Linked DNA regions of Mus musculus: regions 1, 2, 4, 5, 6 and 7 are each linked to region 3. Evidence: chromatin contacts called from public ChIA-PET, Hi-C, HiCAR-type and HiChIP or PLAC-seq data. All regions are on one chromosome and are shown on one strand. Each heading gives the region's core, a stretch centred on a gene start, on an enhancer-like site or on the middle of the called end of the contact. The rest is flanking DNA. Distances are from core to core; before and after follow the strand shown. Region 1 has its middle 4.0 kb from the start of Gm30421. Region 2 has its middle 37 kb from the start of Tmem247. Region 3 holds the start of Prkce (protein kinase C, epsilon). Region 4 holds the start of Socs5 (suppressor of cytokine signaling 5). Region 5 overlaps Rhoq (ras homolog family member Q). Region 6 holds the start of Rhoq (ras homolog family member Q). Region 7 holds the start of Cript (cysteine-rich PDZ-binding protein).

Evidence for each region. Hi-C and Micro-C count contacts between places; a contact is called where the count stands out from the background. ChIA-PET counts read pairs in DNA pulled down with a chosen protein or histone mark. HiCAR-type assays count read pairs that join an accessible place to other places. HiChIP or PLAC-seq counts read pairs in DNA pulled down with a chosen protein or histone mark.
Region 1: a contact with region 3 is called in an H3K4me3 HiChIP or PLAC-seq map of bone marrow-derived macrophages, with 4 times the contacts expected there. The contact joins the enhancer-like site here to the promoter of Prkce in region 3. A contact is called at or near these places in 7 of 39 promoter capture datasets (embryonic stem cells, frontonasal cranial neural crest, hippocampal neurons and 3 more), 2 of 15 datasets of contacts at CTCF or cohesin (the G1E-ER4 cell line and embryonic stem cells), 1 of 484 Hi-C or Micro-C datasets (the G1E-ER4 cell line) and 10 of 115 datasets of contacts at active chromatin or transcription factors (bone marrow-derived macrophages, embryonic forebrain, embryonic hindbrain and 4 more).
Region 2: a contact with region 3 is called in an RNA polymerase II ChIA-PET map of memory CD8 T cells, with 11 read pairs. The contact joins the enhancer-like site here to the promoter of Prkce in region 3. A contact is called at or near these places in 9 of 39 promoter capture datasets (HPC-7-derived erythroid cells, the SN4741 cell line, cranial neural crest and 4 more), 5 of 484 Hi-C or Micro-C datasets (the BV-2 cell line, the HL-1 cell line, cranial neural crest and 2 more), 16 of 115 datasets of contacts at active chromatin or transcription factors (the SCID.adh cell line, cardiomyocytes, embryonic basal ganglia and 10 more) and 1 of 9 other capture datasets (embryonic stem cells).
Region 4: a FOXA1 HiChIP or PLAC-seq map of pancreatic cancer cells shows a contact between it and region 3. The contact joins the promoter of Socs5 here to the promoter of Prkce in region 3. A contact is called at or near these places in 6 of 39 promoter capture datasets (the 3T3-L1 cell line, the C10 cell line, hippocampal neurons and 3 more), 5 of 484 Hi-C or Micro-C datasets (CD4 T cells and embryonic stem cells), 8 of 115 datasets of contacts at active chromatin or transcription factors (the NIH/3T3 cell line, astrocytes, embryonic stem cells and 5 more) and 3 of 9 other capture datasets (adipose tissue, embryonic stem cells and liver).
Region 5: a contact with region 3 is called in a HiCAR-type map of embryonic stem cells, with 5 times the contacts expected there. The contact joins the enhancer-like site here to the promoter of Prkce in region 3. A contact is called at or near these places in 9 of 39 promoter capture datasets (the 3T3-L1 cell line, the C10 cell line, the SN4741 cell line and 4 more), 10 of 115 datasets of contacts at active chromatin or transcription factors (bone marrow-derived macrophages, craniofacial prominence, effector CD8 T cells and 5 more) and 1 of 9 other capture datasets (liver).
Region 6: a contact with region 3 is called in an H3K4me3 HiChIP or PLAC-seq map of embryonic stem cells, with 17 read pairs. The contact joins the promoter of Rhoq here to the promoter of Prkce in region 3. A contact is called at or near these places in 16 of 39 promoter capture datasets (the 3T3-L1 cell line, 3T3-L1-derived adipocytes, the C10 cell line and 8 more), 2 of 484 Hi-C or Micro-C datasets (both in embryonic stem cells), 24 of 115 datasets of contacts at active chromatin or transcription factors (the 230-238 cell line, the NIH/3T3 cell line, Th17 cells and 18 more) and 1 of 9 other capture datasets (liver).
Region 7: a Hi-C map of cortical neurons shows a contact between it and region 3, with 4 times the contacts expected there. The contact joins the promoter of Cript here to the promoter of Prkce in region 3. A contact is called at or near these places in 11 of 39 promoter capture datasets (the 3T3-L1 cell line, the HPC-7 cell line, HPC-7-derived erythroid cells and 7 more), 11 of 484 Hi-C or Micro-C datasets (CD4 T cells, the G1E-ER4 cell line, the HPC-7 cell line and 3 more) and 13 of 115 datasets of contacts at active chromatin or transcription factors (the 230-238 cell line, astrocytes, bone marrow-derived macrophages and 10 more).

The regions. Positions count from the first base shown.
Region 1 is chr17:87,053,405-87,056,451 of GRCm38.p6, reverse strand. It overlaps the pseudogene Gm24648. Among named protein-coding and RNA genes, the nearest start is that of Gm30421, 4.0 kb to the right of the region's middle. Within about 2 kb of position 1,276, at least 70 of the 459 cell types and tissues checked have an H3K27ac peak or open chromatin away from gene starts, as enhancers often do. A contact at or near this core is called in bone marrow-derived macrophages, hippocampal neurons and liver, where this site is marked.
Region 2 is chr17:86,878,725-86,881,762 of GRCm38.p6, reverse strand. No RefSeq gene overlaps it. Among named protein-coding and RNA genes, the nearest start is that of Tmem247, 37 kb to the left of the region's middle. Within about 2 kb of position 1,707, at least 31 of the 459 cell types and tissues checked have an H3K27ac peak or open chromatin away from gene starts, as enhancers often do. A contact at or near this core is called in the SCID.adh cell line and memory CD8 T cells, where this site is marked.
Region 3 is chr17:86,166,396-86,169,303 of GRCm38.p6, reverse strand. It overlaps Prkce (protein kinase C, epsilon), which reads right to left and starts at 1,519. Exons shown (of 15, transcript NM_011104.3): 1 at 364-1,519. The coding sequence starts at 711. It overlaps Gm5817 (predicted gene 5817), which reads left to right and starts at 1,819. Exons shown (of 2, transcript NR_165800.1): 1 at 1,819-2,843.
Region 4 is chr17:87,106,196-87,109,323 of GRCm38.p6, reverse strand. It overlaps Socs5 (suppressor of cytokine signaling 5), which reads right to left and starts at 1,645. Exons shown (of 3, transcript NM_019654.2): 1 at 1,277-1,645. It overlaps Gm30510 (a long non-coding RNA gene), which reads left to right and starts at 1,977. Exons shown (of 2, transcript XR_877091.1): 1 at 1,977-2,066.
Region 5 is chr17:86,981,075-86,984,151 of GRCm38.p6, reverse strand. The region is part of intron 2 of Rhoq (ras homolog family member Q); the gene reads right to left. Among named protein-coding and RNA genes, the nearest start is that of Rhoq, 20 kb to the right of the region's middle. Within about 2 kb of position 1,276, at least 35 of the 459 cell types and tissues checked have an H3K27ac peak or open chromatin away from gene starts, as enhancers often do. A contact at or near this core is called in embryonic stem cells, where this site is marked.
Region 6 is chr17:86,961,431-86,964,504 of GRCm38.p6, reverse strand. It overlaps Rhoq (ras homolog family member Q), which reads right to left and starts at 1,394. Exons shown (of 5, transcript NM_145491.2): 1 at 758-1,394; 2 at 147-205. The coding sequence starts at 899. It overlaps LOC115488765 (hapless 2-like), which reads right to left. Exons shown (of 3, transcript XM_030250169.1): 3 at 959-1,632. The coding sequence ends at 959.
Region 7 is chr17:87,024,027-87,027,135 of GRCm38.p6, reverse strand. Cript (cysteine-rich PDZ-binding protein) reads right to left here and starts at 1,575. Exons shown (of 5, transcript NM_019936.3): 1 at 1,461-1,575. The coding sequence starts at 1,476. It overlaps Pigf (phosphatidylinositol glycan anchor biosynthesis, class F), which reads left to right and starts at 1,735. Exons shown (of 6, transcript NM_008838.1): 1 at 1,735-1,838.

The DNA of each region.
Region 1 (3,047 bases), core at 27-2,526, 890 kb before region 3:
ACTGGGTGGAGCTTGAGCACTAGATATCAGGTTTGAGTATAGGTGAGTGCTCCAACGCAGGAATGAGACCAGGAGAAGAGTTCATCAGCATCAGCACCATGCCCCATCCAACCCCCACTGCCAATACCCCCGACCCAACCTCCACATATATGATCGTTCCGAGTAGAATTCTAGCTTCAAGAAAAGTGGGGCAATGAAGCAAAATGTCAGGCACCAATGCCAAACAAAGCACATGGAGGCTATAGAAAGAGTTATAGCTCAGAGCCGGTCAGTGTAGTCAGTGGACAGTGCAAGAGCCCTCAGATCTCAGGTTCACTGACTAACAAGGAGAGCAGGGCAGTAAAATAGATGCCAGACTCTTAGAAGTGGGCACCAGCTATGGCAACTGTCTGACCCTCCACTGGATAGTGGATGATGAACCAGAGTGGGCTACTTATGTGCTGAGCCTGAAGAGCCTGTGTTGGGCTAGGGAGGGCCAGTGTATGAGACTGGCCATTCTCAGTCATAAAGGGCAATATATTTGTGATTAAAATAGCACCTTGCTATTTTAATTCTGGTCCTCTGCCAGCCTGAAGGGGTAGAGGGAATACCAAAACAAGAGTCTAGAAATCTCTGGACTACTCTGGCTGAAGCCAGTCACTAGTGTGGGACTCTTAGACATATCTTTTTTTTTTTAAACCAACTGTTAGGGGGTTTGTTTTCCTTGTTTGCAAAAATCAGGAAGTTGAGCCAAACAAAAGGTTTTCAAAGCATCCTCCTCAGACTGGCAGTACCAGTGCCATCCGGTGGTTTATGAGAAATGAAAGTCCTTAGACCCTACCTTAATTCTACCAGATCAGAAACATTGGGAGGGACCCCTGGAAACCTGTGCTTTAATGAGTCTCCAAGTGTTTCTGAGCCCAGTAAAGTCTCAGATTCCAGGTCCCAAATAATCCTACATCTGCATGCCCAGATGCCTCTGCATTTGCTAGAAGAGATGAAATGCCCCTACCCCTGCTCCTGAGCACACAGACACCCACAGAGCAGGTCTCAGCACACAGCTCTTCTCCCCAGTCTGTTGCTAAGCCAAGGCTGCCTCTGCAAGGGATGGATTAATGCTGCGACCAGCCAGTTAGAGAGGATACACTGCATTCTGTCTCCTTTATCTCCTGCCCAATTAGCTAGAGGTAAGTTAGGAAGATTTACTCTCCTTCACAAGCAAGGTCACAACCTGAGGTTGTCATAGAAGCCAGTTTCCACCCTGGCTGCGCTCCTGGAGCAGCGGATTGGCTAGTAGGCAGACGGCTCTGCCTGGCAGCAGGGATTTGATAGGCAAGGCGTGGAGGAAGAACCAAAGGGGAAGAGCAGCTCTGCTAAGCCTGTTGCCTTCTGCTTACAAAAATTTATAGGTCTATTTATAACTTGTCTTGCTCCACAAAGGATTTCAGGCAGCTGCCTTCCTTGTTGAAAAATCCTTGATGCCAAAACTTGGTGTCTGACACCAAGGACTTCCTGGTCCAGAGCAGAGGGCCAAGCCTTTGTTCGTGCAACCTCGAGCAAGCACATCACGGGTGCCCTAAGTGTGGAGGGTAGCTATCCATCGTCCTGCCCTTCCTTCCTGCCTTCCTGTCTTCACAGATGATAGAGTCAGCATCTTGTCTGCCCTTGTTTTCCGTGGTACAACCTGATAACTCCTGGTTTGCATCTTTTCCATTTGGGTTAAATAAGTAAGATCCATTAGGAAAAAGTCCCAAAGCCTAGTTCGAGGACTGATTGTCAGAGCTCTGTACATAAAGAGAATTCTCTGCTTTTTCTCAGCCATCTCTTCCTCAGAGGAAAATGCCCACTACTCCATCATTGGTTGGAGTCATACTTGGAGTCAGTTCGGATTTTGAGGGGTCCTTACGTCAGCTACGTCCTCAATGTGCTTAGAAGAGATGCAGCTTCGTAGTAAATTCCCAATAACCATTACCGCAAGTAAACAAAATAGAAACCCGTGGCATGGGTTCATACAAGAGCCTCTTAGGAAGCTTTTGATCCAACTAGGATTGTCCCTTTGCAGGAATAATTGATCACTATGAGTCTGAACCCCAAATTCTTGTCTTGTCTTTCCTTTTTTTACTTATCTTCTTAGTCTAGAACTGAGTTCAACAATTAAGTTATTTGGCTTCAGCTATTTCAGAGTGAGAGGTTCTAGTTTTTAACAAATCTCTCCACAGGAGGCTCAGTGACATCTAGAGTTACTGAGACATGGAGAGAGCCACATGCTCTGACCCTGGCTGAGCGCCTCTGTAAAGGGCTGCCATATTCTGCCCCCATGAGTCCTTGCTCCCTGGACTTCAGCCATGCGGGGGTTCTGACACATGCTCTGTCCCCACATGGCCTCCCTCTCACGGCTCAGTCTCCTCAGTCTCTCGCTGCCTACCCCTGCCCTTGCTTCACATACAGGATGTTCTCTTTTGGAATCTGACTAACCATCACAAAAATTGACAGGAAACAGCCAAGAGCAGAGGACAGACATGATGCTTCTAAAGAAGGGAAACTTCGCTTACTAAGTATCGAGACTCATTCATTAGAGACACTTAGCTTACTAAGTATCAAGACTGAAACTTCGCTTACTAAGTATCAAGGCTCGTTCATTATTAGAAGCGTTTGGGTGGATTTTCTTTTTGTTGAGCTGGTGGACAAAGACTTAAAAGGCAAGTGCTAAACAAATACTTGTTTGTAACCCAGGATCCATTGTTCTGTGTGCCTTTTAGTAGAGACAAGAAGGAGTACAAGAAAAGAATGCATTCAACAATAGAAATGATAACTTTGTTATTAGTACAGAAATAAAGAAGCACACACTAGAACAGAAGGGAGAGGCAGAACAGAGTACCCTTGCACACATGTGGCAGAAGAGACACTAGAGGTGGCTATAGGGGGCAGTGACTATAGAAGTGGTGGCTATAGGAGGCAGTGGCTATAGGGGTGGTGGCTATATGGGTAGTGGCTATAGGGGGCAGTGACTATAGGAGACAGTGGCTTATAGGGGATAGTAGACTTTCAATGAGTGGTCCTGGAAAACT
Region 2 (3,038 bases), core at 458-2,957, 710 kb before region 3:
GCCTCAGTAAGGTATGGTGAATAGCATTTGCTGAATTTAGAGCCAACGTGGCAAAATGTCTGTGGGCCCCTTGTCTTACTGCTTCCATTCTTTGGGGACTCCTGGTAGACAGCATGGGGCCTGATGGCCTAGCACCGTTTCTGAGTTAGGAGGGCCACTGCTCCCGTGAGCTGCTGCGTTTGAAGGCTCTGATGTGGCAATCCTCTTCCTTTCTAGGTGCTTACTCTGGGAGGCCTGTAGAGTAATATCAAGCAAGCCCATGCGTGTCCCTGTGCATCCTGCTGCTGTCCATCAGGCAGCTGCTGTGCTGACTTTGCCTGACCCGCCACACCACACTTTTGTTTTTTTTTTTTTTTGTTTTTTACTCCTCACCAGACAGGCCTGCCATACTGGTTAGTACTCTCCATGCATGATCCAATTTGTTAATATCCCGTGGTGACATTTCTAAGATCAAACTGCCGAGAAATCCCATTTACGGGCTCAGCGGGCAGAGGGGGCCTCCTCCTGGTCTCCTTTATTCTTTATGAAAGTAAAGAATAAATAAAAAGCCAAGAAATTGACACACCAAATCAACACAACTATGGTCACCCACTGGTTTTCTGATGACAGAGCCACTTACTTGCCTGGTTCACTAGGAGACAAAAGTAGGGACTCCATAAACAGGACCAGAGAGAAAGGTGGGCTAAATTTGTTTTCTCCAGCATAGAAAATAAGCCCTCCATATCTGCTGTTCCAGATGTTGGAGCTCCACAGTTCCTAGAAGTCACTTCTACTGTCCTCTAGAAAATCTGGTACCCAAACAGGTCACATGATATGCCCAGGGTCAAACAAAAATGAGTGTCCTGAGCTAGAACTCAGAGCTTTAGCATTCTCTCCCTTTCTCTTCCTCTTTGGTCTCAGCCCCTGCGGATCCAGGCCTTGGTGTATCTAAGCATGACTCTTACCTGAGAGCTTCATTTTGAGAACACAAACATCCAACTTTAACAATCCTTGGCACTTTTTTTTTCTTTCTCATGAGAATCTTCTGCCCTGTGGTTTGTGGAGGAAGCTGACTAGCAATCTAGGTGACGTGGTTGCTATCAACAGAGAACAGCGGCCGTTAAGATAACACATGAGTCTAAATATGTCAGCAGGTGCAAATGTTGTCTTGTCCTACAAGGGGTACAGGAAATGTATTCACTTAATAGTGCAAGTCATAGATAGGTCACAGAGATAGCATAGTATCAGGGGGTCAAAGCAGACAGGGTGTGGTTTCTGTAGACAGATAGTTTGTCACAGGTTAGGGGAATATAAATGTCCATCTCTGGAAAATGCCTGAGTAGTCCCATGGGCACCTATAGAATGGTTCATGCACGGAAGCACACGTCTCTGCAGCAATCAAGGGCTAACTACTTTAATTTTATTCTCTGATCCGCGCACTGCTTCTAAATCATTTCTTAGACATGCTAATTTATTCATTTCCCCCTAAGCATTCACCCATTTATTTTATGCATCCATTCAGAAACTCATCCGATTAACTCTGAGTGCCCTCTTTGTGTTCAAAATGTTCTCTTTCCTTTCCGAATCCTACTCTAGATTCTGTAAGAGCCTCCTGAGATCCGTGTCCGGTGAGAGTGCCGTTGCTGTCTATTACACCCTGTAGAACCCTTCTGCCCCTGTCTGCTTTGGGCACGTAAGGCAGCAGGCATTGGCAGCTGACCTTACTGACTGGGTAAGCAAACAAGACACATGTTCAGTAATTTTCAGCCAGCTAAGTTCCTGTGCATCGTCTCACCGTTATCCTCATTGCAAAATCGAGAAAACAAGGCTCAGAGAGATTAAGAAACCTGCTTGTTAGCAGCGTGTGTGTGACCGTGTAGGGCTTAGGCTTGTCTATCTGCCTCTACACCTGCCTTTTCTCTTTCTGCACGCCATTCCTGCTTATTCCTTTTATTCTCTTTCTTTGTTGGATCTCATACTGTTGACTAGTTACTGCAGCCTCTGCTATTGAATTGTTCATGGCTCCATAAAAACATCTAGAAACCATCAAGAGAATAGGAACTCATTGGGTTCAATTATGGACATTTGAAAAAGCACCTATTTTTTGGGCTGAGCGCAGGAGAAGTTTGAGAAAGAAGACGGAATAGACATCATCACCCTAAAGCAGCTCACTAGTGTTCAGCTACCACATCATGTCTCTCCTGCCCTACAATAGAGAAGCCAATGTCTGGGCTAGGCTTGGGTAGAGGAGACTATGATCCAAACAGCCTAAGTAGACAGGTCAGCTTGGTAAATTGAGTACCTCCCCTGGCTCCAACCTGGCTCCAAGTTGCTCTTTATGGAATTTAGTTTTATATGCTGGCCATATTTTTTAAAATTTTTATCATGTGACCTCTGGTGGTCTGTACCATGAATCTAATAAATTATTTTTACTCTTTCGGTTCAGAATTATACCATTAACTTAAGAGTCTCCCTCTGACAGTGGGTGTCGGTTTTATCTAACTGCATAGATAATCATATTGTCTATGGAGAAAAATGGTTTCATGTTTTCATTTCTTGTCTTACTGTAGTGGCAAGTACTTCCAGCATGATAGTAAAGTAGACTGACAAGAGCAAATTAAATATTTTAATGTTGTTCCTAATTTCTTTCTCTGTGTAGCATCATTAAATATGACATTATCTTCAGGGTTTTTTGTTGATGTTCTCAATAAAGTTGATGAAGTTCCCTTCCATTTTTAGTTTACTAAGAGTTTTTGCAGTGAATTGGTGTTGGCTTTGTTTTGTTTTGTTTTGTTTTGCTTTGTTTTTTGGTTGAGTAGGTTGTGGGTTGATTTTTTTCTGTATCAATTAATGTGAACTTAAGACTTCTTTTTAACTTCCTTTTAAAATTGTGTGTGTGTGTGTGTGTGTGTGTGTGTGTGTGTGTGTGTGTGTAGGGAGCGGGTGGATGTGAGATGCCCAGTGTGAATGCTGTGAACCAAACCCGGGTCTTCTGGAGAAGCAGTGCGTGTTCTTAACTGTTGTGCCGTGTCTCTCTCCCCTTCATTAGCTTCTTGATG
Region 3 (2,908 bases), core at 270-2,769:
GTCTCTCCAAGGACAGAGAGACCCACCCACACACAGTCGCTCAGCCAAGTCCACCAGGGACTTGCAGATTCCTTCCACCAACCTATGCACCTGCATTCCGGGTTCTCTCCCAACTTGCAAGCCACCTGTACTGCCCACTGTTGGGAGGGCACGGGGGGGGGGGCAAGGGATAGTGCCCATCTGTCAAATCTCGTCTTTCATACCCTACTGTATATGTCTCTTCAGCTAGGAAATAAAACGTGCCTCTTCAAGAAAACTGAGCCGCACATGCACACACAGACAGCCCAGAGCCCCAGGACCAATGCTCAGGCAGCAAGTCTTTCCCTGGGACCCGGGACTCCCGGACGTGGAGGACCGACTCACCCAGTCCTCGAAGTGACGGCTCCCATTCTGCAGCAGCTCCTCGAACTGGATGGTGCAGTTGGCCACGAAGTCGTCGTAGCCGATAGGAGCGTCGTGAAAGACAGCCAGCTCGATCTTGCGCCCATTGCACACATCGGTGACGAACTCATCGTGCCAGGCCGGGCTGTTGGTCTTTTGCTTGGTGGCTGTTTGGCCGATGCGCGAGTCGTCCACGTTAAGGGCAATGTAGGGGTCCAAAAGGAACGTCTGTGGCCGGGGTCCCACCGCATGGCGCAGCGACCAGGCTGTGGGCTTCAAGCTCACCGCCTCGCAGATTTTGATCTTAAGAAGGCCATTGAACACTACCATGGTCGGGGCGGGGGTCACTCCGTCCGCCCCGAGGGCAGGATTGAAGAGCAGGAGCAGGCGCGCCGGGAGCCTGGGGGACTCCTGGGTCCCCTCTTGCCCCACCCCACTCACTCGCTACACCTTGTGGCGCTGCCTCCTGGCGCCGCCGATTCTCAGCGAGTGCATGTATTTCCTCGCCGGATTCCTAACGGAAAACAGGGAGGGGGGAGAGCTGGAGACGTCCGTTTTTTTGGAGCAAGTCTCTCCCCCCCACCACCGGCGACACCTCCACGGCAGGAGACGAGCTGTCGCCTCCGCTGCAAGCCGCGGGGGCTGCCTCGCCGCCTCGCTGGTTCTTCGGGTCCGTGTGCGGAGAAGCAGGCGCCGCGCCCGGCGCTCACCTACCTTTCCGAAACATAATCCCCGGGCAATTTCGACTCCCGGAGGGGGAGGGGGCGGCGGGACGGGGCGGGGACGAGAACCGGGGGCACAGATTTCAACCCGGATCCTCTTCGCCCACCCAGCGCCTGCCTCGGACGGCGCGGGGCGGAGGGTGGACTGAGGGATGTGCAGTCTATCCGGAGGGATGCATGTCGAGAGGAAATGGTCCTCCCCGGAGCCAAATTTTTAAAAAATCCACAAGCCGCACGATCAGCCCCGCCGTCACCTCCCGGGTTAAGCAGAGTCGCGCCGTAGCCGGCGATCGCGAGGCGCCCGGTGCCTGGGATCTCACATCCGCGCGGGCTTGGGAGGTAGAGGTGGCCGCCACTTGGGTTCGGGGCGCAGGCCGGCACCCGGCGGTGCGCAGCGCGGCGGCCGGGCAGGGACTGCGACTCCGCGCGGCCCCTCCTCCCGCCCGCCGGCGCCCGCCCGCCCGCCGCGCTCCCCGCGTCCGCGCTCTCGGCTGCCGCCGGCTCGCCGCCCGCCAGAGCGCTCAGCCCGCGATCTGCTTCCCTCGATCGCTGTGCGAGCGATTCTCCCTCCCTCTAATGCAGGAAATGCGCAAAAGACGTCAGTGTGTGTGAGTGTGTGTGTGTGTGTGTGTGTGTGTGTGTGTGTGTGTGTGTGCACGCGCGCGCGCGCGCGCCACTGTTTGGGGAAATAGAAAGTTTTGCCGGTTGGGGGAGCAATACGGGAAAAGTGAGCCGAGCAGAAAAGAGCAGGAGCGGGCCGGCCGGGTCCGTTTGCCGTGGCGCGCGGGGGAGCTGAGGAAGGACTCCGCGCGGAACCCAGGAGTGTGGCGTCGCGGAGGTGCGGGAGCGACTGTCGCAGGCCGAGTCTGTGCTCCTCGGATCTGCACCAGGAGAGCGGGGTCTGGACCCGGAGAGCAGCGGGCCGCGCTTTTCTCTCGCACCCTGCGGCCAACACTATCACTTAAAACTGGGCCTGGTGGAATGGAGGGGGTCGCAATGTCCAAGAAGACTAATCACCTTCCCCCACTCTGCCTGGACTGCGGCGGTCACCAGTCGCCCGCGGAGAGCTGGCCTATTTGTCACTCTGCCCTGGGATTCTCTACTGTGCCGCGATGGGGGAGGGGACACCCGGACTGCTGAGCCCTTCGGCTGGGTGTGAGTTTTGAAACCCTCTTTTTTTCCCCCTTGAGGAGACTCTCCCCTCTGGGGATTTGTTCTGGGCCTGATTGGGTTGCGAGAACTTGTGGAAGACTAGTAGAACCTGGGCCCGGCCTGGTTCGAATGTCTGTTTATTTCTCAAAGTGACTCCTCCTACTTATGCGGGACCTTGTGTGTGCCCCTTAAGAGGACAAGGCTTGATCCGCGCCCTGACAACCGGCGTTCGGGCTGCGGGAAAGCCCGATGCGTCCTCCTGGGGTCCAGTGGCTGTATCCATACTAATTTCCTCGGTAACCTTTAAACTCTCTGGAAGCAGCCGCGACGGCGGCTGGTCACGTGAGGCGAGCCCTGGGCTGCTGGGGAAGAATTTCCTGGGCCAGGGACCAGGACCGGGAAGGCGGGCGGCAGGGAATGGCTCTGTGCCGAGGGGGACTGGGAACCTGGGAGCGCCGGGCGGGGCGCGCCAGGCCCCGGGCGCCGCGCAGCGGGAACTTCCAGCCTGCGCCCGGGAAGGGGTTCGTCCCGCAGCTCTCCGCCGTGTGAGTGGAAAAAGAAAACCTCCGCCCTCACCCGAGTGCCAAGGCAAGTCCGGCTGTTCGTTCGGATGGTGAAAAGCTAAGTGTTTATCTGGCGACTCTGATAAGTGT
Region 4 (3,128 bases), core at 396-2,895, 940 kb before region 3:
CCTTCAGATTTTTTTTCCCCCTAAATGTTAAGGACTCCCTAATCAAGTGAGTTTTCATTTTGTAAGCCATAGGAAACTCAACAAATGTATGAAATTAGTAATACAGGTGTGAGTTTAACAGGAGACTACAGACTAGCTGTGCAATTCTCAGCTTACTCTTTCTAGTCCACAGACATGAAAAAGGTAACATCCCTGCAGGACAATCACAAAGGTGAACTCCAGACAACAGTCACCGCTTCCTGCTGTGTCTTCCTTCCGTTGCTAGGCCGATTTCAAAAAGGGACTATGAATCCGAGAGACTATTAAGATTAAAGTACGCATTTGACTAAATTCCCAACTGTTAGAACACTCGAGCTCATTTTAGCAGAGCCTTCTAACACCAGCATCTTTTTCATTTCATTCCTTAAAGAGAAACCATTTTTAAACTTCTATAGAACATGCAGTTCAATTTTACACGGCCCTGTAAAGAAACAGTTAAAAGCAAGCATGACTTAATCGTCTTCTAGGATAAATGTCAGTAAATCGTAATAGGACAGTCTAGCCTAGTGTTAACTTTGAAAGGAGCAGGCCTCCGGTGTAGATGAGAAGCTGCTGTAAGAATGTCAAGGTGTAGTTGGAAGAATGTCCAGGAGAACTGGTAACTGCCCAACCCCATCAAATATATACATACAATTTAAAATAAGGAATCACTGACGAAGTCCAGCAGCCAGCCACCTTTTGCTTGGAACACCAAAATAAAAAAATGCCAAAAGCTCGTGGCTGACCCCCATAGCCTTCAAAGTTGAGAACCAAACCAAGGGTATTCACGTTGTTCCTCAGCATCCTTCTGTCAATGCAACTCCCTCTCCACAAACTCACTCCGCTTCAGCTACTCGAATGCCCAAGTCCCAGCACCAAAGAACCATTTATTAAAAGCTCAAGGACTTGGAGCGGGGTCTTCCTTGCGGCCGCCTCCGCATCCTGTAATAACCACCCCAGGTTAAACCCCCCAGAGATGCTCCAGTCTTTTCCCGCATCCACGCTCCCCGGTCCTTCCTTCACGTCCCGGTAGACCTTTTATCGTCGCCCTTGAGGACCCTCAGGTCGGAGCTATGGAGCTCTTAGGTGACCTGCCTGGACCCCCTCTACCCTTGGCAGTGGGCACCGACGACCTCCCCCACCCAGTCTCGACCCACCACGACCCCGATGACGAATGCCCTCCTATCGGCCCCAGACGACCCCTTCTTCCCCTTAGGTGTCCCGACTCCCACCGAAAAGCAATTCCTCCGAGACGTACCGAGAGCCTACTGCGAGTAAGCTCCCACTACGCGCGGCGGCACCGTGCGCAGGGGCTCAACGCCCCGGCTTGTCTTCCTCTTCCCGGCGGATCCATCCCGGCCCGAGGGCCGTGCCGCCTGCGCCGAGGTGCGGAGGCGCCCACCGGAGGAGGACTGCGCCGGGGGAAAACGGGGACCCGGGCAAGGAGAGGCGGCCGCTTGAGGGCAGGCGCCGGGCGACCGCGGGGGACACTCAGCGGCCGGGACACGCGCGGCGGCCTCATCCAGGGCACCTGCGGCCAGGCAAGGATGGGCCGGGGCAGCGCAGTCAGCGACAGGGCGAGCGCGACCGCCCGCGCGTCCCGTCCTCCGCTCCTGCCGGGCCGGCGGCGCAGCCTCGCTTCCTCCGGACGGAGCCCGGGGACCCCAGCTCGGCCGGATGCCCCCGCCAGCCCCCACCCCTTCCCGGCCGCCTCCCCCTCGTCACCCTCTCCCCTCCCCCCGCCCCCCCAGCCCCCCACCGGAATGGAAAATACCTCCCGGGGTGGGGGGCGGGCTGGGCCACGCCTCTCTGAAGGGCAGCCTACCGTGACCAATGGCAGGCGGGGCTCCAGGTGGGCGGGACTCCCGGCGGCCAATCCAGAGGCGGGTAGGTGAAGGCCGGAGGAGGGAGGCTGGGAGCTAAAGAGGGGAGGCCGGCGAGTTAAGGAGGTCCGGCCGCGCTGGTGCGTGCTGTGCGCGGCTGCCATTTTGGAGTCGGGCAGCTGAGACAAGCGGCCGGGTTCGGCCGAAGAGGGAGGAGCCAGTCAGGTGGGAGAGAGGCTGACACGTGGGCGGGGTGGGCGGGGCCAAGCGGGCTCGGACTGGAGGGGAGGGGGAGAGGCCCGGGAGGCTAGGAGGCTGGAGAGGGTCACGTGGCCGTGGAACGGGCTAGGGGTGGGCGCTCGGGTGGAAGGTCAACCCGAGGTGCGGGTGGGGAGTAGCTTTGTTCCTTTGGGCTCCGTTAGGGAGACCAAGGGGAAAATGCTGAATGGAGGTTGCGAGTGCCGGGTAGGAAAAAAATGTGAATGAGTCTCCCTAGCTCCCTTCAGCATGGAGCCATCCGAGTCACTGAATTCCAATATTCAACGGGAAACCGGGCACCTCATTGAATTCAACTCTTCCTATCCAGGCTCTCAGCTGCCACGAAGATGAGTCATACACGAGGGGAGGGGTGTTGTCGCTTCCTCTCTTTGCTTGCATTTTATGTGGATCGCCCCGGCCGTGGAAATGACAGCAAGGACAGAGAAGTGAATGGGGGGTTGTGATACCCGCGAGACTCCTCAGCTGCCCCTTTAGAACCGTGGTTACCACCGCTTCTTGGCCTTTTGGCTAAGATCAAGTGTAGAACCGTGGTTACCACTCGTAAGCTAACTGGCCACTTCTTAGACATACTACTTTCCGGTGCTCAGACAAAAAGACTTGTTTACTTCATGATTCAAATACAGTAGTCTGTTCCCCCTGCGTATCTCCCCAAAGTGGTCCTTCTATCAGCGGCATACACATAGGGTCACACACACCTTAGTCCGGTTTGTTTGAAACAGTCTCACTGTATAGCCTAGCATGATTTGGAACGCAATATGTAGCCCAAGCTGTCTTCTAGGTAATGGTGCTCCTACTTCAACCTGCTGAATATTGAGATTTTTGACCACCTTTAGTCTTTAATGCTTTGCAGTGGGACCGGCAGACTACCTTTTTCTTGAAGGCTTTTCTTAGACTCTTTTCAGCCCCACCCTACCTTTCTTAACATTGTACACCCTCAGATTGCTTTCTCAGTTATTTTTCAACTGTCTGTTCTCTTTGACTCCTTGAGAGTAGCAGGTTCTGGCCCTC
Region 5 (3,077 bases), core at 27-2,526, 820 kb before region 3:
TACCTCACCAGTGTCATATAAGCCATTTGTAGTGCACATGCCTGTGTGCTCGGCCCTCGGGAGACAGAGTCAAGGGCATCAGAATTGCTCTATGCACTTCTTCCACGCTCTGGAGCACGGCTTACCTCCTGGCATGTCTAAGGCACTCCCTCCTACCCCATGCTGAATTACTTCCTCCAGCTCTGACCTTGCTGTACTGTGATGATTTCCGTGCGGTCCTGTGTGCGGTCCTGCAGCCCTGGTCTTGGGGAGGCTACCTGAGTCTTGCTTTCACTGGGCTTCACCATCACCCCAGTGATAGGGCTGCTTCCACCTTACTGATGAGGAAACAGAGGCTCGAGGAAACTTTGTCACTTGTAAGCTACAAGCTTATCAAAGTACAGCTGGGCACAACTCTAGGCCACATAAAGTCCTATAAGCAGCGAGTTTTGCCATCAGAAGTCTTGCCAGGTTTGAGACTGACCTGAACCTGGGCTGGGCTTGCTAGCTGCGCAGCCTCCAGTAGATTCTCTTTCCTGTTTCCTTTCTCTAGATTACTAAAGATCCCCACAGCAAGTGCGGTGTGCAGGGCATGTGTGTGTGTAAGATTAAAAGAGCTGGGGTGTGAAGGGCACTTAGCACACAGTGGCTGCTGGACTGTAACATCCCTGCAGCGGAGTTTCTTCTCTATGCAGTTTCAGATTTGAGGCAGAGCTATAAGTAGGTGTGTGTGTGTGTGAGTGTGTGTGTGTGTGTGTGCGTGTGTGCGTGTGTGCGTGTGTGCGTGTATGTGTGTGTGTGTATGTGTGTGTGTGAGTGTGTATGTGTGAGTGTGTGTGTGTGTGCGCGCGTGTGTGTGTGTGAGTGAGTGTGTGTGCGTGTGCGTGTGTGTGTGAACGGGGCTAAGGAGACAGCTCAGTCAGGGAAGACTTCACTTACAAGCATAGGAATCTAAAGCTGGGTATGGTGGCATTGCTGGTAATGTCAACACCGGAGAGGTAGAGACGGGCAGTTCTCTTCTGGCCAGTCAAACTAGCCTACTTGGTAAACTCCAGGCCAGCGAGAGACACTATCTCAGAAAGTAAGACATGTTACCTCAGGAAGGCTACCGAGGCCGACCATATACATGTACACAAACGTGAGCACTCCGCTACACAGCCTCTCTTCATCCAGTCCAGACCGGATTTCCCACCGACTGAACACAGAGCCAGATAATACTGTGACAGCACTACCGTGGATGAGTGACCAGCCACCATTAGAAAGGCACCAGATGGACAGACAGTGTCTGTCTGTGCAGTGGCTTCACGTCTATTCTTCCTGTAGTTTTCGGAGCCAGTCTCACGAGGCCGCTGTCCTCACTCCTCACTGTGTAGCTGCTGTGTAGCTGAGGATGAGGTTGAACTTCTGACCTTGACGCCGCCCACAGCATTAAGCTTAAGCTCACAGCGTTGCAACGCCCAGAGCTTCATGGCTGCCAGGCGAGTGTTCTACCAATCCTTATACAACCTCAGAGGCAGGGTCAATCTGGGACATCCTCATCCCTCCCTCCAGGGCAGTGAACACAGCAGCCCAACTCTAGGTGGCTCAGGGATTAAACTGTCCCAGAAGCAAAGGGTTCCCAGGGGAGATTCCAAAGTCCAGACCACACCCTATAAGCTGGCTGAATTATATAGGAGCCTTTGGGTTCCGGCTCCGTACCCAGCTTTGTGAAACTCCCCCAGTGAGTCCCTTTAGAACTCACAGTCCATCATGGAAGTTGTATCATGTGCTGCCTAGAAAATGAAAATGGAGTTCTCTTGTTAACAAGCCACTGGATTATTTAATGAAGCTGTTGCAATCTGGTGGCAAGAAGTCTCTAAGCCGAAGGTTGAAGGTCTGGAGTGCAGGGTCTGGACTGAGAACAAGTGCTGCCTCTCAGAAACCGCATGTGTAACTGTGTTTAGTCAGTGTTCTTTAGCCCCTTTCCTCATCATTTTCGTGAGAGTGTATGAATGTGTGCATGTACACATGTGTGCTGGGTGTGCATGATGTGCTGGGTGTGCATGTGTGCTGTGTGTGCATGTGTGCTGTGTATGCATGTTCTCTGTGTGTGCATGTGTGCTGTGTATGCATGTGCATTGTGTGTGCATGTGCGCTGTGTGTACATGTGCACTGTGTGTGCTATGTGTGCATGTGCTCTGTATGTGCATGTGTGCTGTGTGTGCATGTGTGCTATGTGTGCTATGTGTGCATGTGTGCTGTATGTGCATGTGTGCTGTGTATGCATATGCGCTGTGTGTCCATGTGTGCTGTGTGTGCTATGTGTGCATGTGTGCTGTGTGTGCATGTGTGCTGGGTGTGCTATGTGTGCATGTGTGCTGTGTGTGCATGTGTGCTGTGTATGCATGTGTGCTGTGTGTGCATGTGTGCTGTGTGTGCATGTGTGCTGGGTGTGTATTTGTGCTATGTGTGCTGGGTGTGTATGTGTGCTATGTGTGTATGTGTGCATGTGTGCTATGTGTGCATGTGTGCTGGGTGTGTATGTGTGCTGTGTGTGTATGTGTGCTATGTGTGCATGTGTGCTGTGTGTGCATGTGTGCTGTGTGTGCATGTATGCTGTGTGTGCTATGTGTGCTGTGTGTGCTATGTGTGCTGTGTGTGCATGTGTGCATGTGTGCTGTGTGTGCATGTGTGCTGTGTATGCATGTGTGCTGTGTGTGCTATGTGTGCATGTGTGCTGGGTGTGTATGTGTGCTGTGTGTGTGTGTGCTGTGTGTGCTATGTGTGCATGTGTACTGTGTGTGCATGTGTACTGTGTGTGCATGTGTGCTGTGTCTGCTATGTGTGCATGTGTGCTGGGTGTGTATGTGTGCTACGTGTGCTGTGTGTACATGTGCTCTGTGTGTGCATGTGTGCTGTGTGTGCATGTGTGTACATGTGTGCTGTGTGTGCTGTGTGTGCATGTGCACATATGTGCATGTGTACATGTGTGCAGAAGCCAGAGGTCAACATCAGATATTTTCCCATCACTCTTTACCTTAGTGTTTGAGACATGATGGATCTCTGAACCTAGAGCTCACCAAGTTGGCTAAAGTTACCAAGCCCCAGCCTCCCCAGCA
Region 6 (3,074 bases), core at 145-2,644, 800 kb before region 3:
AAAAAACCAACCTGATCTTGAGGCAGCCCCCCCCCCCAAAACACACCCTCCCACCTAGACACCTCAGTTTCCAAAGGCCCTCCACAGCCACACAGAATTGGCGAGAGATGGGGGTAAGGGAACCGGCCAGAAGCCAAAACACTCACCTGTCCAGCTGTGTCATAGAGTCCCAAGAGGTACTGCTTGCCCCCCACGGTGACGCTGACTGCAAGGACAGAAGTGGGGGGTGGGGAGAGAAGCTCACAGTGATCTGAGATCTAGCACTTTGGCTCCCCACAGTAACCTCCTTTCCCAAATACTGGGAAGCATGTGGGTGCTCCCCAGGAGACAACATTCCCCTTTTATCCGAGTCCACTTCACTGCCAAGTTGCATGAGATATAGGTGTAATGTGGCCCCTGCCATCCACTCCCCCCCCCCCCCAAACCCTGTAGCCACGTCTACTAGTGTTCCCAGATGTTTCCCCTACAGGGGTTTCGGGCAGTAAGGGAAGAGGCAGCTGGAAGGTCAAGAAGGGCGCTCAGGGGACTGAAAAGTGTGGGAGACGGGGCGAAGGGGGAGATAGGAATGGGGTGGGAGTTGCTGCGAGGGGTGGGGTGACCAGAGGCACAGCTTGGGGGGGGGGGTGAAGCCGCCAGGCAGAGGGCACGGCGGGGGAGGGGAGCACGCTCAGGGGAGGCAAGCCAGGGGGCTCAGCCAAAGTTGCTCCAAAGTTCCCAGCCGGGGATCAGCCCCTTAGTCAGCAGGGCAGAGGCGTACCTGCGTAGTGGTCGAAGACAGTGGGCACGTACTCCTCGGGGAAGGCGTCGTTGGCATAGCTCATGAGCAGGCACGTCTTGCCCACCGCCCCGTCGCCGACCACCACGCACTTCAGCATCAGCGCGCCGGGCCCGTGAGCCATGCTGCGGCCGGCCGGCCTCGGGGCATGGTCCCCCCGGAGCCCCCGCCCTGGCCCCGGGCTCAGCCCCAGCCCGCTTGGGGGGTCCGCCGTCGCCGCCGCTCGGCGCAGCAGGGCCGCCCTCCCGGCCCCATGCAGCGGTTCCCCTGACCGGAGGAGAAGGTGCGGCGGGCCCGGGGCGCAGCCGCCGCCGCTTCGATCTCTGCCCCGCTCCCCGCCCTGGCCCGGCTCGCCGCGCCCGCCTGCTGGCCCCGCCGCTCGGCGCCCGAACCCGCTCCCCGGCCCGGCCTCCCCAGGAGGATCCGCCGGATCATAAGACCGTCCGGCCCCAGGGGAGTCGGCAACTTTGGGGAGGGCGGCGGAGGGGAGGGGCCAGGCGGCTCTGCCCGCCCCGCGCCGCTCCGGCCCCCGCCCTCCTGGGCCGGTGAAGGGGGGTGGGGGAGGGCGGTCCGGGCGGCTCCGGAGTGCGGCGCGCCCCGCGCCCGCGCCCGCCGTGCGCTCCTGCCGCTCACCCAAGCTTGACTCCCTGGGAGTCGGGCGCGGAGGCCGAGGAGGAGGCGCCCTGTATCCGGGAGGATGGGGGCTGGGGGAGGGGCTCTTGGGCAGCCGCTAGGAAGGAGCCCAGGGCTCCTCGCGAAAGTGCGGCCAAAGCCCGGAAGCGTCCGCAGGCCCCGGTGCCCGGAGGAGACGTGAAGGCCTTTCGGGGAATCACGACGACTTCCACGGTGACGCAATTCTGCAACATTATACAGATGTGTATATTTAAATTCTGCCTGGAAGGCAGGAGCCATCTCGTCGGCCTGCAAGTGCTCCACGCAACTAGAAATCAGGAACAGCGGCCAAGAGGGTTATAAATATAATTAATAACAATAATTAGAAAGGTGTGCGGAGGCTGGGAGGGTGGTGGGTCTCGGAACTGGAAAACTGAGACTTCTGGCTTATTGCTTGCTCCTCAGCATCACTACCCCACGCTTTTCGCAGCACGAGCTTGAGTCATTTTCTATGAAATCGGTGACTAAGAGATGCAGCATATTGCACCCCCAACCAGCCACAAAGGGGCGAGCCCTTGTCAGGAGACCACAGATGTTATTTGTGCTCCCCCTGGAGGCGACATCGTCCGAGGCTTCCTTTCGCTTCCAAGCGTCTCTCCAAAAGTATTCAATTGTGATCCCTGAGGTATGATGTAGCCTCGCGCTCTGAGACTTGGCCAGTGATTCAGGACCAACCCTGCGCCTCTGTCTGGCAAGTCCGGAAACACTTGTCTGGCCAGGGCCAGTTAGTTGTGTGGCCGAGTGCTGCTTTAAATGTACGGTCTTGGTTCGAAGGCTCACTCTGCGCTGACTGACCCCACACCGCAGCCTACCCCCAAGCTTGCTGACAGGGAAGTCCTTTCCTCTCACCAATTCATAGTGGTAGAAAATGCTGTGTTGAGAGGTGCGTGGGTCACTCATACCCTTGCCCCCGGGATTTAGGTGGGGGAAACTGGGACCAGTGAAGTGGTTACCAAAAGGTTCCCTGTCACTCCCGGTGTTCAAGGGCCACCTGGGGAGATGCCTACTGTGATGCCCTCATTTCACTTCCACGAACCCTGGACGCCAGTTTTCAAGTCATAATCCTGATTTCAATTCGACCAGGAAGATTTCAAATAGTATTTAACGTTCCTTGTGAACGTAGGGGAACATCTCTCCATACCCTGTCCATTGCATTCGAGTGGAGGTACTTGCATTGACTACACTAATAAATCTGAAAGTTACTTCATACATTCTGAAAGGTTAGGAAAGGCACCACACTATCTTGAAGTCAGGTCTTGACACTTTCCCGTGAAGGAGAAGAGAGCAAGGTTTGCTGCTTGCATCACCATTAGCTCTGGCTGTGTTTGCGAAGACTAGTATTCTGAAAGGAGGAAATGTGGAAAGGTTAAAGAGCTGTAGGAGCCAGCTCTGCCGGAAAGCTGAACTTGGTCCAAGCACCACAAGTTAGTAGCATGGCTGGCTGCCTTTCTCTAGGCCTGTTTTCTGCTTTAAAAAAAAAAAAAAATGTGAGCTCATCTTACAGGGACCCCGGGTCCTGGATGGCTTGTGAGAAGCTCTGAGACTCTCAGAGTACACTCCGAGTTGGGGACTGATGTGGGATGAATCATGTGGTGGTGACTTCATTGGCGACAGTGACCTCATTCCC
Region 7 (3,109 bases), core at 326-2,825, 860 kb before region 3:
AAAGAAAGCACACTGAAACCAAACTCCCTGGAACTCAGTAAATGCACAACTGGAGAACACGTACGTGCCAAGTTCTAAGAGGTAACTCTAAAAAATTGGAGAAAAGTAACTTTCTCGAATAATGTGTGATACAAGGGAAGACTGAACTGAGGCGGCTGCTGACATTACAGCTTCTGTATGCAAGTACCTCAGTTTACTTACGGGGTGCATGCAATGAGCAGACAGACTGAGAGGCTACAGATAATAAGACCTTAGATTTCTCAGAAGAGCAGAGGAAATGACCTTTCAGGGCACAGCACAAAGGACGGCTTCACAATCTAAATACATTTAAGCCACATTTAATTAACCATTTATCCCACTTTCGAAAAGAATAAAAAACCGTTTAAGAATGGCACAGCTCTGGAGGGGTGTCTGTGTCCAGAGTTCTACATACTGAGGGGCTATGAACAAAATGGGTCCTGTATATCCGCCAGTAACTGAGATGTGGGTTGAATCTTGTCAGAGAAGGCTGTCTAGCCCATGAAAGAGATCAAGAGAAGAAAGTTGTTTTTAAACGAATCATCAGCTTTTGCAGCTACCAAAAAAAAAAAAATTAAATATTTACAACAAATCTTAAGGGTTTCATTGGAATTACTGAATGGTAACTAAAAGGGTTAAAAAGACCTTTCTAAAAGCCAGGGGTGACTACTTAAAGATTTCTTTGGTGGTGATGAGACTCTCTCCTTCACCTGACCCAAAGCTGTGAGTATTAATGAATTGACGGGATGGCTCAAAATATCCAATTTAACTTAATTTCAGATAGCCACTGAAGTAATTTTTAAAATAAAATCTAGCCGGGCGGTGGTGGTGCACGCCTTTAATCCCAGCACTGGGGAGGCAGAGGCAGGCGGATTTCTGAGTTCGAGGCCAGCCTGGTTTACAGAGTGAGTTCCAGGACAGCCAGGGCTACACAGAGAAACCCTGTCTCGAAAAACCAAAAATAAATAAATAAATAAATAAAATCTGTATTAAATGCGGCATGTTTTGTAGTAAGGAAAAGCAGAAAGTCAAGATTTAAACATTATTCGGGACATATTAATAATACTGGAAATTAACCATTGCTTATAATCTTAAGATGTAACCGAGAGCCTGGAACTTATACTTGTGACATCTGTCAACTCTTGATGCTACCAGAAAGATCGTGAAGATCCGATTTAAGCCTCCGAGAGCCAATCAAGAAGTTGTAACGGAGGAGACCCAGAAGGGGCGCGAGGACGACAACAGAAACAAACACAAGAGGCGCAGAACTGAAGCCATTCTCAACACAGAGCGGAAGGCTATGCTTACGGGACAGGCAAGAAGGGCCGAGGGGCAGGGTAGGAAGACACCGGTTACGCCACAGACCAGCAGGGGAAAACCAGAGAAATCCCGAGAGAACTTCTCAGCCCTCCACCTCCCCCAGAAGCAGCCCCTGAACTTACACTTTTCACACACCATCCTTACATGGGGGTGTCCCTGTGCCCTCAGCCGGCAAAGCAGGAGCAGCAACCCAAACACAACAACGCCCCAGCGGAGACGACTTCCTCTTCCGGCTACGTCAGCCCGCTTCCGGACTCTCAGCCCTCCCGCTCCGGCCTATCCCGTACCTAGAAAGTCGCGGGAGGGATAAACGCGAGCTGATGGGCGGGGCTGCTCTCATTATCCCGCCCCTTCTCGTCAACGATTGGCTGTGCGCTTGTGAGTTCCCCCCGCCCCCTCGCTTTCTGGTCTGCGCCTGCGCCAGGGGCCATGCCAGCCTGTAGCACCTGAGGGTGGGAGGCGGTGGTGTCCCCCTTCCCTTCGGCGGGCGGGAGAGTTAGGTAAGCCGGTGGCGGGTTGCTTCTCACACTCGCCCGGGGCGGGTGCAGGTCGCACCGCCGACCGCTGCGGTGACTTCCAGGGCGCCACGCTTCCGGCGGACCAGAGGATGCCCTGCGCTACCGACCCTCTGAGATGCCGGCGTCTATCACAGTCTCTCAGGGGACTCCGACCTCAGGTCACCGGGTCGGCCGCACGGGCTCTCTCTATGATGGCGACCTCCAGTTGCCCACACTGCGCCGTCCGAGGCTGGGACGGAGCCACCTGGGTGGGGTGGAGCTGCGGTCCGCACCTGAGCAAAGGCTGCTCAGGAGGAGGGCTCGGGAGCAGCCAAGCCTTCCGACCCCGTTCTCACGGGATCGCGAGTCCCGAGGGCGGCTTCCCAGGTGTGGTGTCCTGGGTCGGGGACTCGCTCGCCGGTGTCACCTTTGCGTTTGGGTACCGCTCGCGCTCGCCGTGTTAGATGGGTGTTTGCCGGTGGCCTAGGATGGATTTCTGATCGCGCTTCCTGCCTGACCCCGCAGTGGAAGGGAGAATCTGAGAAACTTTCCCCAAGTCTTTTCACGGCTATGCGTTCTTGTCCCGACCCTGGAGGATTTCTTCTTGTTTAAAGAGGCGATGCTTGAAATGGCTTGTGCGTGTGTAACCTTGGCCGTATCTGCTAACTTGTTCATCCAGTTTTCTTAATCAGTATCATTTGCTTTTGAAAACGATAAGTGTGAATGAAATGAGGGCTAATAGCACCATGCCCAGACTTGCGCTTTTACCTTTCCTGCTAGTTCCTCACCCTGCGGTGTGGATGTTACTTTTTGGGCCCGATTTTTACTACATTGTAACATGTGTTACTTTTAAGTTCTTAATTAACTTTAGTCAGTATAACATAGAAACTGTTCTCTAGGTCAAATATATGTATTTAGAGACTGGAAACTATTGTTTCTCCTCCCACTCGCGTTCTGCTATTACCATTATTTAACATCTGTACAGACAGTGTGAGCCCTTAGTGTAGCATAATGACCATCTTAAGATGGTCCTCCACCATTTGCATATCTAAGTGTATACTTGGCTGTCATTTGGGAACTGCAGTGATTTTCGCCAAAAAAGTAAAATTAGTTGCTGGTGTCTGGCACATGTCCCCTTTGTAGAAACCAGTCACAAATATTTAAATTTTTACAGGAATTTTCTTTTTGAGGCTCTGAAAGATAATGTATACCATATTAGAGAAATCTAAAGTAACAATTAAAATCTGCATATGCTTGTTCTGTGTTTTGAAACA